Regions from separate parts of the Mus musculus genome. Here regions 2 and 3 are each linked to region 1. A link is a contact called in public HiCAR-type data. All regions are on one chromosome and are shown on one strand. The core of a region is the stretch at or near the end of the contact, and the rest is flanking DNA. Distances in the headings are between cores, read along the strand shown. Region 1 overlaps Kifap3 (kinesin-associated protein 3). Region 2 has its middle 39 kb from the start of Gm22434. Region 3 has its middle 58 kb from the start of Gm20471.

Region 1 (3,295 bases), core at 543-3,042:
ATAGCTTATGAATGATTTTATTAATTTCAGGAAATTCTGCGACATATTTCCACTCCATCAATCCTGACAAAACTAGAAAGAGCTTAATTATTCCTCTGATTTAGACCTGGACAGCATTTACTACTGTGTTTGAGATGTTTTTACATAAGCTAAAAAATCCCTTCGATAACTTAATATTCATAATTAATTTTCAATATATTATAAAAGTTTGCATAGATCTACATATTTTCCGGTAGAAGCATCATTATAAAACAAAGCAATTTTTAAAGTAATGGGATGCTATACTGCTATTCAACCTTGCTGTTATATTCTCAATATACATACATATGTATTTATAAAGAAACTGTGTCTTTAAAAATTATTTTCTCATTTGTATGTATGAGTGTTTTACCTGGGTCTGTGTATACCATGTTTGTGCCTGCTGCTCACAGGGTCAGAAAAGGTCATCAAATCCCTTGGAACTGGAGTTACAGATGTTTGTGAGGCAACATGTGGGTACTGGGAATTGAATCTCAGGTCCTCTAAAGAAGCGGTGGTGCTCTTAACTGCTGAGCCATTTCTCCAGCCCCTCTTCTGTATTTCTTTTAATCAAGGCTTTAAAAAAAACTTTATTTAAACCTATAAGCAGTTCTTTTAAACATGCCTGCAAGTCTCCAGAACTAAGGTGTTTTGGGGACCTACACATATAACCACGTCAAGAACTCAGTGTATAGAAGTTTAGCAGTGCATTAAATATACAGGACACTGAATGAGTTATTTTATTTTTAAGATTATATATTGTTTGATAATGGCCTTGTCCTAAACCTGGTAAGTTAGGGTTTTGATGGGGGATAAGGGCAGCCTTAGAGTGAAAGAAGTGACTCTCACTTGTATACACAGAATCCTAGTGATAGGAAAAACAACACATGAAAAACTAAGTGGTTGGTAGTATAAGGATGCTTCCTAGCAGGTCTGACCACCCGCATTTAATACTTGGGGTCCATGATGAAAGGAAAGGACTGATGCCTGCAGTTTCCCTCTCATCTCCACATGCATGCCATGGCAGGTACAGTCAATATGGAAGTGTAATTTATGGTTAAAATTTATGGTCTAAATGATTCTTTCATTCAGAGAAATAATCTGCTACTTCATTATGATCCTGAAACTAACACTTCAGCCGTTATTTAATGGTTCACAAGATAAGGAGGCTTCAGTGAAAGGCATACATGTATAATATATAAGCTCAAGCACAAAACAAATAACAGTAAATACGCTAAGAAAAAAGACAAGAGGTTGTAACTAACACACAGAAAACGAAGGCGTATGAAGCAGGGAACAGGTCATGGGCGAGTCCACTTCACTCTGACCTCAGCGAGATGGTCAGTGATGACATCATCCTACCAATAACAAAGAGCGCCAGGCTCTCTGAAAAATATTTTTCAAAGCCCCAAGGAAACTGAAGCAGACTGCGTTTTTTTTTTCCAGTTTATGAAAATTGGATTCCTATAAAAGGAAAATGGACCATTTTTACTGCAACAAAAACTGATTTGTAAAAGCTGGAAGCAGTTTAAGAATACTCTCAACATGAGGTTCTTGTTAGTCTTGAAAAGTAAGAGTTATAATAAAAAAATGTCCAAAAATATGGCATGAATACATAGTACATAACATTAAAAAAAAAAAAAAACAACCAAAAACCTTGCCTTGCTCCCATTATTTTTAATTAGCTTCAATACCAAGTTCCACTTCACTCCCAACCCCAGTTCAGAGCTGGGGAGATTTACATTTGACACTGTGATTGGCAACCTCAGAGCTAATGCCTTGGAGCCCTAATGCATTTTGCATTAGCTCTAAATGTCGGGAAACCCTGGCGCCAAGAGGTTCAAACCAATAGTGACACGTGTCTAAAGCCAAGGATTTGCTGTCCAACTGCCAGTATCTATTTTATCAAACGTCCGGTCTCTCTTGTAGAATGAGATAGATGAGTTTAACAGCTTTCACTGTTTCCAATTAAACTGACTCACCACATTACAGAAATGCAGACCCTCAGACTACGAAGCACCTTTGACTTGAGCTTAGGAAAAGCAACGATATAGATTAGGTCTTAACACTTTTTTCAATTTGGCTTAGTTTCTCAGATTTTAATTCATATATCTTTTAATTATCAAACATAAAAATTAATTCTTTACCTAGCAGGCACCCGGGATCAACTGCTTTACAGGAAGCTACTCAAATTGAAATGTTCCCGTAATAAAGCCTGAAAGCCATGGAAGTCGAGTGGCGGTGGCACTTCCCATTGCTGTAACTTTCTCATGCTCTGTCATACATGCCACTGCCAATCACTACAAATAGTGTTGATGAGACAATGCTCCTGTTTCCGCATTAATCTTTTACTATTCTTCCCTACATAACTTTGCTAGGTTTAGCTGTCCTCAAGACAATGATGAGGAAGCAGGGAAGAGTTGGTAGGTAATCTGGATATTTCCCTGACTTAGGGAGAGGCTCCAGAGGCAGCACTTCTTCCCTCTAAGGGTAACCAGGCTTGTCAGATTTTAAATCCACAGCCTAAGTTCTTTGTCTTTTCAACACCAGGAGAGGTGAGAGTTAAAGACAACAATTTCAGGTTAGTGAATGGAACATTTATGGAAATATATTCTTATATTATTTAAAGTCAGTTAATAAAATGGAAATTTTCATAATCAGCATTTTTTTTGCTTTTTTTAATTGGATATTTTCTTCATTTACATTTCAAATGCTATCCCAAAAGTCCCCTATATCCTCCCCCCTACCCTGCTCCCCAACCACTCACTCTCACTTCTTGGCCCTGGCTTTCCCCCTCCCTGTACTGGGACATATAAAGTTTGCTAGACCAAGTGTCCTCTCTTCCCAATGATGGCCAACTAGGCCATCTTCTGCTACATATGCAGCTAGAGATACAAGTTCTGGGGGTACTGATTAGCTCGTATTGTTGTTCCACCTATAGAGTTGCAGACCCCTTCAGCTCTTGGGTACTTTCTCTAGCTCCTTCATTGGGGGCCCTGTGTTCCATCCTATAGATGACTGTGAGCATCCACTTCTGTATTTGCCAGGCACTGGCAAAGCCTCACAAGAGACAGCTATATCAGGGTCCTTTCAGCAAAATCTTGCTGGTGTATGCAATAGTGTCTGCGTTTGGTGGCTGATTATGGGATGGACCTCCAGGTGGGGCAGTCTCTGGATGGTTCATCCTTTGGTCTTAGCTCTAAACTTTGTCTCTGCAACTCCTTCCATGGATATTTTATTCCCTATTCTAAGGAGGAATGAAGTATCCACGAGTTGG
Region 2 (3,295 bases), core at 224-2,723, 740 kb after region 1:
CAGTTAACAAAGTACTCTGCTAAGGCCATTTATTTAGCAAATGACTGTTAACGAGTCTCATATGCCAAGTGCTGGGGCTGCAAGAACAAACAAAACAAGCATATTTATGATTCTCAGTGTAGACACGGGGAGATGGTAACCAAAGAACCACACTAACAAATGTCAAATAAGTGCTCCAGAGAGACGAAATGCTGTTTTAGGAAAGCATGGGATAAATCCAACCAAAATGTGGGCTCGAGATGGGCTTTCCCGATGTATAATGCATGAGCCACAATATGAAGGTCACGCAGAGAGTACATAGGCAAGTTTGCAGAGGTTTCATTGCAGAGATAGAAGGATGAAGGTCTGTGCCTGGAGGGCAGCCACGGAAAAGGAAAGCTGACAAACCCAGACCGTGGAGTTGAAAGGATGGGATTAAAGTCTGAAAGCAGACATGAAACTATGTAGGTAACATCTATGATTTCCTCTCTATGGAAATACGCCTGGGAAATCACTGTAGGGCTTTTAAGTATTGGTGAAGCAAAACAGGGCTGGTGTTTTGAAGCATTTTCTCTAGACAAAAATTAAAATATAACCACTCTTCAAAAAGATTAAAAATAACCATTTTTTTCCCAATCAGACTCCCTACCTCAGAGCTCCCAGGGACTAAATTACCAATCAAAGAGTACATACAGAGGGACCCATGGCTCCAGCCCCATATCAATGGTAGGAGACGCCCTTGGTCCTGTGAAGGCTTGATTCTCCAGTGTAGGGGAATGCCAGGGTGGGGAAGCAGGAGTGGGTAGGTGGGTGGGAGAACACCCTCATAGAAGCAGGGGAACAGGGATGGGATGAGGGTTCTGAAGGAGAAACTGGGAAAGGGGATAACATTTGAAATGTAAATAAAGAAAATATCCAATAAAAAAATAACCATTTTTCTAAGGTTACCATGAAGTAACTCCCTAAGATGCAATTTCATTCTTCAACTGATGGCACTCAACTAACACCAAGGTGAGAAAGAAATTGGCTTAAGAGCTATTAAAGAGCAAACCAAAAAGACTATGAAGACAGATCATGCAGTTCCTGGTTTCTATTTTATGCAACGCCTGTGATACAACTGATTTCAACAACCCATTAGCAACAGTAGCTGTCACTGGCTGTCACGAGCTGGCTGTACTATCGTTGACCTCACTATTAATAATGACCACTGGCTAGTCCGAGTGAGTAGGCTGTGAGGTAGCCTAGTATTAAAAACAGAGAAAGGGTTTTACAATTAGAAACCTCAGATTTGAGTCCTGGTTTTGCTGGCTGTAAGTGAGAAGTTAAGGAAATAATTGGAATCAGTTATCCTGGATAGCCCTAGTTCCCAGAACAGCGACATGAAATTTCATTGTCCAAGGAGCATTTAGACATTTAGAGCACAGCTCTGTATTCAGTAACTCGGCTGTAACAGCTGTGGTACTTGGAGAGTTTCAGTGTAGGTGGGAGCCAGGGACTCCCATAAAGCAGGTCTTCCCTTTTCCCCCTGAGGACTCAGCTTCTCAGCTCTCGTTTTCTGGGTCCTACTGGGTACAGTATTCATCCTAATTTCTCCAAGATGCCTCATCTCAGTCTCCTTGAAAGCTTTTAAACTGGTTTTATTCCTTTCCCTTAGCCCAAATCTCTTTGGCTTGGGGCATTAGAGACAGTGAACACTGATGAGTTAATTTGTGTGGAAGTCTAAGTTGCTCACAGTGTTGCAGCATTCAGTTCAGAGTTCTTTCTGGGACTCAAAATAAATAAATTAATATATATATATACATATACATACTTATACATATATATATGGTGTGTGTGTGAAAATCTTTAATGTACTCATTATAATGAAATGATTGGATGTGACACACCCTGACATGATCATCAACTAATACATATATGAATCAAAACATCACATAGTGCATTCTGAGCAGAGTGTGATTATCAAGTGCTGTATAAGGTCAATTGCAGAGAGTTCTGGAAAGGGGTAGTGTCCTTGTTCCAAGAGTAGATGGCACCCGCTGCAATGGCATTCTCAGGAGGTGGACAGCTACATGATACACTATGTGGCCCAAGTCCTTGTGGAAAAATGGAAACAAGTCTCGTTTTAGAAGAGGCCTGCAGAGAAAGACGTGCTAATATTCAGCCTTTCAAAAGTCATTTCAGATGCAAATGGAAAATCAAGGCATAAAATATTGAAAATTAGATTTTATTTAAAAACACAAAGAAGCAACACCCTGGAGAGTGAACACAGAATATTCTTGCATTAGAGAAAAACCTGAGTGGGCTTTATCCAGTGTAAGGTGCATATAGGATCTGAGCATGAAGTTCAGTTTTGATTTTGCCTTTTGGTACAATGGATCAAACCAGTGCTCTTGATGACTGAGTTGCATCCCAACCCTCAATGGGTTTTGACAAATATGTACAAAAATTGTCCCCACCATCATTGAGAAGCCAGGGAAACCTTTCCCTGCCTCTTTGTAGCATGGGTTGGCTCTGAATGAATCATATTTCAGATGTTGTTGAAGAAAAAAAATCAGGCTTGATGATGGATTGGATTTTAAAAGGAAAAATGTAGGAGAGAAAGATAAACGTTCACTCCAAGATTTTGTCCTGAGAAACTTGGTTTGTACAACAGTTAGGTAGAGATGGCCAGAGTTCCGTGGTCAATATTGATGATGTATTTCTGGATACTAAGGAGGCATTTATTTTGCAAGATAAAGTTTAATGCATAGATAATCACTTAGAATACCGATCATAAAAGGACAAATATATGCTTACTGAAATAAACACAAGACCAATTTTATGGCTGAGGTCTTCAACCATGGAAGCACGTGACTTTACCCAATAGAGTGTTGGAAGGATCTGCATATGCCCAGCTGCGGATGCTCATTCAGCTCTGAGCTGCCATGTAAGAAACAATCTTCATAGGCATGAATTCTCTCATTGCTTTAACTCTCGAATCCCGATTCTGAGAATTTATACTTAGTGAATTACATGTAAAAGTTAAACCCAGCAATCTAAAACACAAAACTTTTCATTTGTACCAAATGTTTGTGACCAATCTCTCTATAGTAATAAAGGAAGGCATAGTTTATATGTCTAGAAAAGGTGACTATATAAGAACAGTAAGGTACATCTGCATAGAATATAACAACTGAAATGCTATTGGATGTCTGCTATATGCTTGTGACTATCCTAAGGTTTATCTTGCATTACCTCTGTCATATTTCTGTAGTTTTAGTTAGCACAAAGAATAATAGGGTTTGTTATGAAATTCTAAGTACATATATATCATTGT
Region 3 (3,295 bases), core at 240-2,739, 670 kb after region 1:
ACATGGCTTGGACCCAGCCCCCACCACATATGTAGCAGTTGTTCAGCTCAGCCTTCAAGTTGGTCCCCTAACAACTGGAGTGGGGGCTGTTTTTGAATCTGTGGCTTGCCTGTGGATCCTGTTCCCCTAACTTTGCTGCCCTGTTTGGCTGCAGTGGGAGAGGATGTGTTTGGTCCTGCAGTGACTTGATGTGGCAGGGTGGGTTGGTACCCAGCGAGGCTGCCTCCCACTTCTTCTCTGAGAAGGGATAGGGATGGGAGAGGTGCTGTGTAACAGGGAGATGGGAGGACAGGAGCAGCTTCCATCCAGATGTAATGTGAATAAATAAATACATTAGTGGAGACAAATATAAATTGAACATTTATTAAAATTATTACTTTATATCTATGCCTCCAGAGTTTAAACTCCTTCAGGCTAGGGATTATATTCTGGTAGAAATCAACAGTGACTCATATCCTCATAAAATGTGTTATGTTTTGTCAGTGGTCAACAAATCTTTGTTGACTTAGTCCATGGATGCAAGGACTTAAGGGTTCCTATGTAGACGAAAGCATGCTGAGTGCTTTACTGAATATTTTTAAAGGTAAATACGTGCTAATTAAAATTGTAGTAATTTAAGTTTTCCCATTCGGAGAGCTTCCCTGTTGAAATGAAACTGTGTATAGAGTAAGAACAAATGGAATTTGTCATGAACCAAGTAAAGACGGGTATGGAGTAATGGAAAGAGAAGCAGATGATGAGCAGCAACTCAGACCCAGGGCCGGCTTGTTTGCTGGCTTAATGACTTATGCCACCTCAAACGTCCCTGAACATCTATGTGAAATGAAGCATTGAGATGACATGATCTAAGGTCCCTTCCAAGGCTAACACCTCATGATTCTAAAATGCTATGAAATCATCACATGGCTGTCAGACTCAGGATCAAGTTGCCAAGGAGAGCCACTTGTGAATTTCTGACTTGGTAATAACAAAGAGAGGGGGGGGGAGAGAGAGAGAGAGAGAGAGAGAGAGAGAGAGAGAGAGAGAAAGAGAGAAGCAAATTGTAATTCTTTTTTTTTCCCTTTCCGAGGCAAGATGACTGGGTCTGCAAATCATGTTCTACTCTTAGCTCAGTCTCAGGCGAGTTTTATGCTCAGATCCACATTAGAGGACGAGGGCAGAGAAGACTCTGGACAATGCCCAGAGGCTTCAGACTTGGTGGAAAATATGTATCCAACTCTGTTTTAGGAGTCCATGTAAGTGTACATCTTCTTAATGCTAAATGGAAAATGTGACATAGTTCAGGTTGGGCTCCAACCAATGTACAGAGAATCACTTCTGAAACCATGAAAAAGAGAGGAAAAAAAAAATGACCCTGCATCACTTCAACCAAATTGGAATTGATATTTGTTGCAGAGCCTGGAGACTCACTTCTTGGCAGAAGTAGATTTTCCCAGTTGGTTACAAGTCTAATGATATAAAACAACAGCTGGCGTTGTAATGCCTAATAGATTGCATCTGCCCTGATATTTGAGAATGACCATGACAGCATTCCCAGTAGGGAGCTCACCCAGCCACAGATGATGTTCCATTCCTAAAAAAAAAAAAAAAAAGCCATCATGAACTGTCTTTTTCATCTCCAGAATTGTGCCCAGGTTGGAGAATGAGAGATTCGCAGAGAAGACACAGGAGAAACAAGGGCAAGCTTTAAATTCTTTAAAGCCAAAATTAAATGTCTTACAATTCTACTTATTGGTCCGTGACTGATTGTGGTTTTTCCATTTCTGTAAAACGGGTGATGTGGCATAATGGAAAAACCATGGTGTTTGGCAGCAGGTGGCTCTAGGCTTTACTAGTAGCACCTCGATTCACTGGCTAAGTGTTTTTACGGAAGTCACTTAATAGTTCCCCATCTGTTTATTCCTTGGTAAAATAGAACCAATTACTGTGATTGCAGTGGCTATAACACACAAACTCTCTCTCTCTCTCTCTCTCTCTCTCTCTCTCTCTCTCTCTCTCTCTCTCTCTCTCTCTCTCTCTCGTGTGTGTTTGCTTGTGTACATATATGTGTTTTGATACACATGCATGTATCTATGCATGCATGTGGAAGCCAGAAGATAATCTCAGGTATCTTTTTCAATTGATTTCCACCTTAGTTTTTGAGACCAAGAGCCTTGAATTTCCATTTTCCACTGGACCCTGAAAATCACTTAGCCCCGAGATTTAAGAAGTAGTTTCAATTCTATATGAATTCTTGCTCACATTTATAGAAAAGAAACTGTTCACAAATGGCATCACTGGATCTCATGACAAGAATAGATGCAAGCATTTAGGGAATTTAATTCATTGGATACAATTAATGCTAAATTCATTCTGTAGAATATAAATGGACTTGATCCCATGCTCACATGTAAATGCAATAAGGAGTGAGAGTTAAATCAAAGGATAGTAGCAAAACCATTTACAGTTCATACAGATCAAGACTTTCATTCAACTAAAGGGTAGTGAACCATAGTAGTCAAGAATTCTACAACTAGATTGTTGAGGCTAAACTCGTTGCTGCTTACTAACCATGTAGCTCCAAAGGAAGTTACTAAACTTTATCATAAAATGGGTGCCAGTCACCTCACTGGGCCACTGTAAAGACCCAGTAACATTTACCCAGAAAGCTCTCAGCACACTGTTGAGCACAGAATGAGCAAGCAACAACCATGACTGACTATCCTCCCCTCCAGGAAAGACCCAGCAAAGTTCACTTTCACTTGGAAATAATATATGTTACTTTAAGCAACCTTAAAAATATCCTAAAATAATAAAGATAACTTTTGGTTTTGTTGATAATACCTTAGGAGCCTTGGAATCATATCATCTGGGAATATTTTGATTCTACAAAATAATTATTACTAGACAAATTTAAGTAACGAGGGTAAGTAAGAAATATAAGCCATTCATTCCCATTTATGCTTGTGGATTTATTCTGATAGTTGTTCAATAAGTACTTGTTTTATGTCAGGCTTATGATAAATTAGTGAAGACATCTCTCTCAAGTATCTTCTTTTTTTATTTTTTAATTTTTATTAGGTATTTTCTTCATTTACATTTCCTGTGCTATCACAAAAGTCCTCCATACGCTCCCCCCACTCCCCTACCCACCCACTCCCACTTCTTGGCCCTGGCGTTCCCCTGTACTGAGGCATATAAAGTTTGCACGACCAATGAGCCTCTCTTTCCACTGATGGCCGACTAGGCCATCTTCTGATACATATGCAGCTAGAGACACGAGCTCTAGGGGGTACTGGGTAGTTCATATTGTTGT

Evidence for each region. HiCAR-type assays count read pairs that join an accessible place to other places.
Region 2: a HiCAR-type map of fibro-adipogenic progenitors shows a contact between it and region 1, with 9 times the contacts expected there. The contact joins two enhancer-like sites. A contact is called at or near these places in 87 of 484 Hi-C or Micro-C datasets (the AML12 cell line, the AtT-20 cell line, the Ba/F3 cell line and 51 more), 10 of 115 datasets of contacts at active chromatin or transcription factors (craniofacial prominence, embryonic basal ganglia, embryonic fibroblasts and 6 more) and 3 of 9 other capture datasets (embryonic stem cells, embryonic tail and embryonic trunk).
Region 3: a contact with region 1 is called in a HiCAR-type map of fibro-adipogenic progenitors, with 4 times the contacts expected there. The contact joins two enhancer-like sites. A contact is called at or near these places in 1 of 15 datasets of contacts at CTCF or cohesin (the NIH/3T3 cell line), 5 of 484 Hi-C or Micro-C datasets (cardiomyocytes, nephron progenitors and uterus), 1 of 115 datasets of contacts at active chromatin or transcription factors (fibro-adipogenic progenitors) and 1 of 9 other capture datasets (embryonic trunk).

Annotation. Positions count from the first base shown.
Region 1 is chr1:163,892,503-163,895,797 of GRCm38.p6, reverse strand. The region is part of intron 19 of Kifap3 (kinesin-associated protein 3); the gene reads right to left. Among named protein-coding and RNA genes, the nearest start is that of Scyl3, 36 kb to the left of the region's middle. Within about 2 kb of position 1,792, at least 9 of the 459 cell types and tissues checked have an H3K27ac peak or open chromatin away from gene starts, as enhancers often do. A contact at or near this core is called in fibro-adipogenic progenitors, where this site is marked.
Region 2 is chr1:163,155,224-163,158,518 of GRCm38.p6, reverse strand. No RefSeq gene overlaps it. Among named protein-coding and RNA genes, the nearest start is that of Gm22434, 39 kb to the right of the region's middle. Within about 2 kb of position 1,473, at least 4 of the 459 cell types and tissues checked have an H3K27ac peak or open chromatin away from gene starts, as enhancers often do. A contact at or near this core is called in fibro-adipogenic progenitors, where this site is marked.
Region 3 is chr1:163,220,120-163,223,414 of GRCm38.p6, reverse strand. No RefSeq gene overlaps it. Among named protein-coding and RNA genes, the nearest start is that of Gm20471, 58 kb to the left of the region's middle. Within about 2 kb of position 1,489, at least 9 of the 459 cell types and tissues checked have an H3K27ac peak or open chromatin away from gene starts, as enhancers often do. A contact at or near this core is called in fibro-adipogenic progenitors, where this site is marked.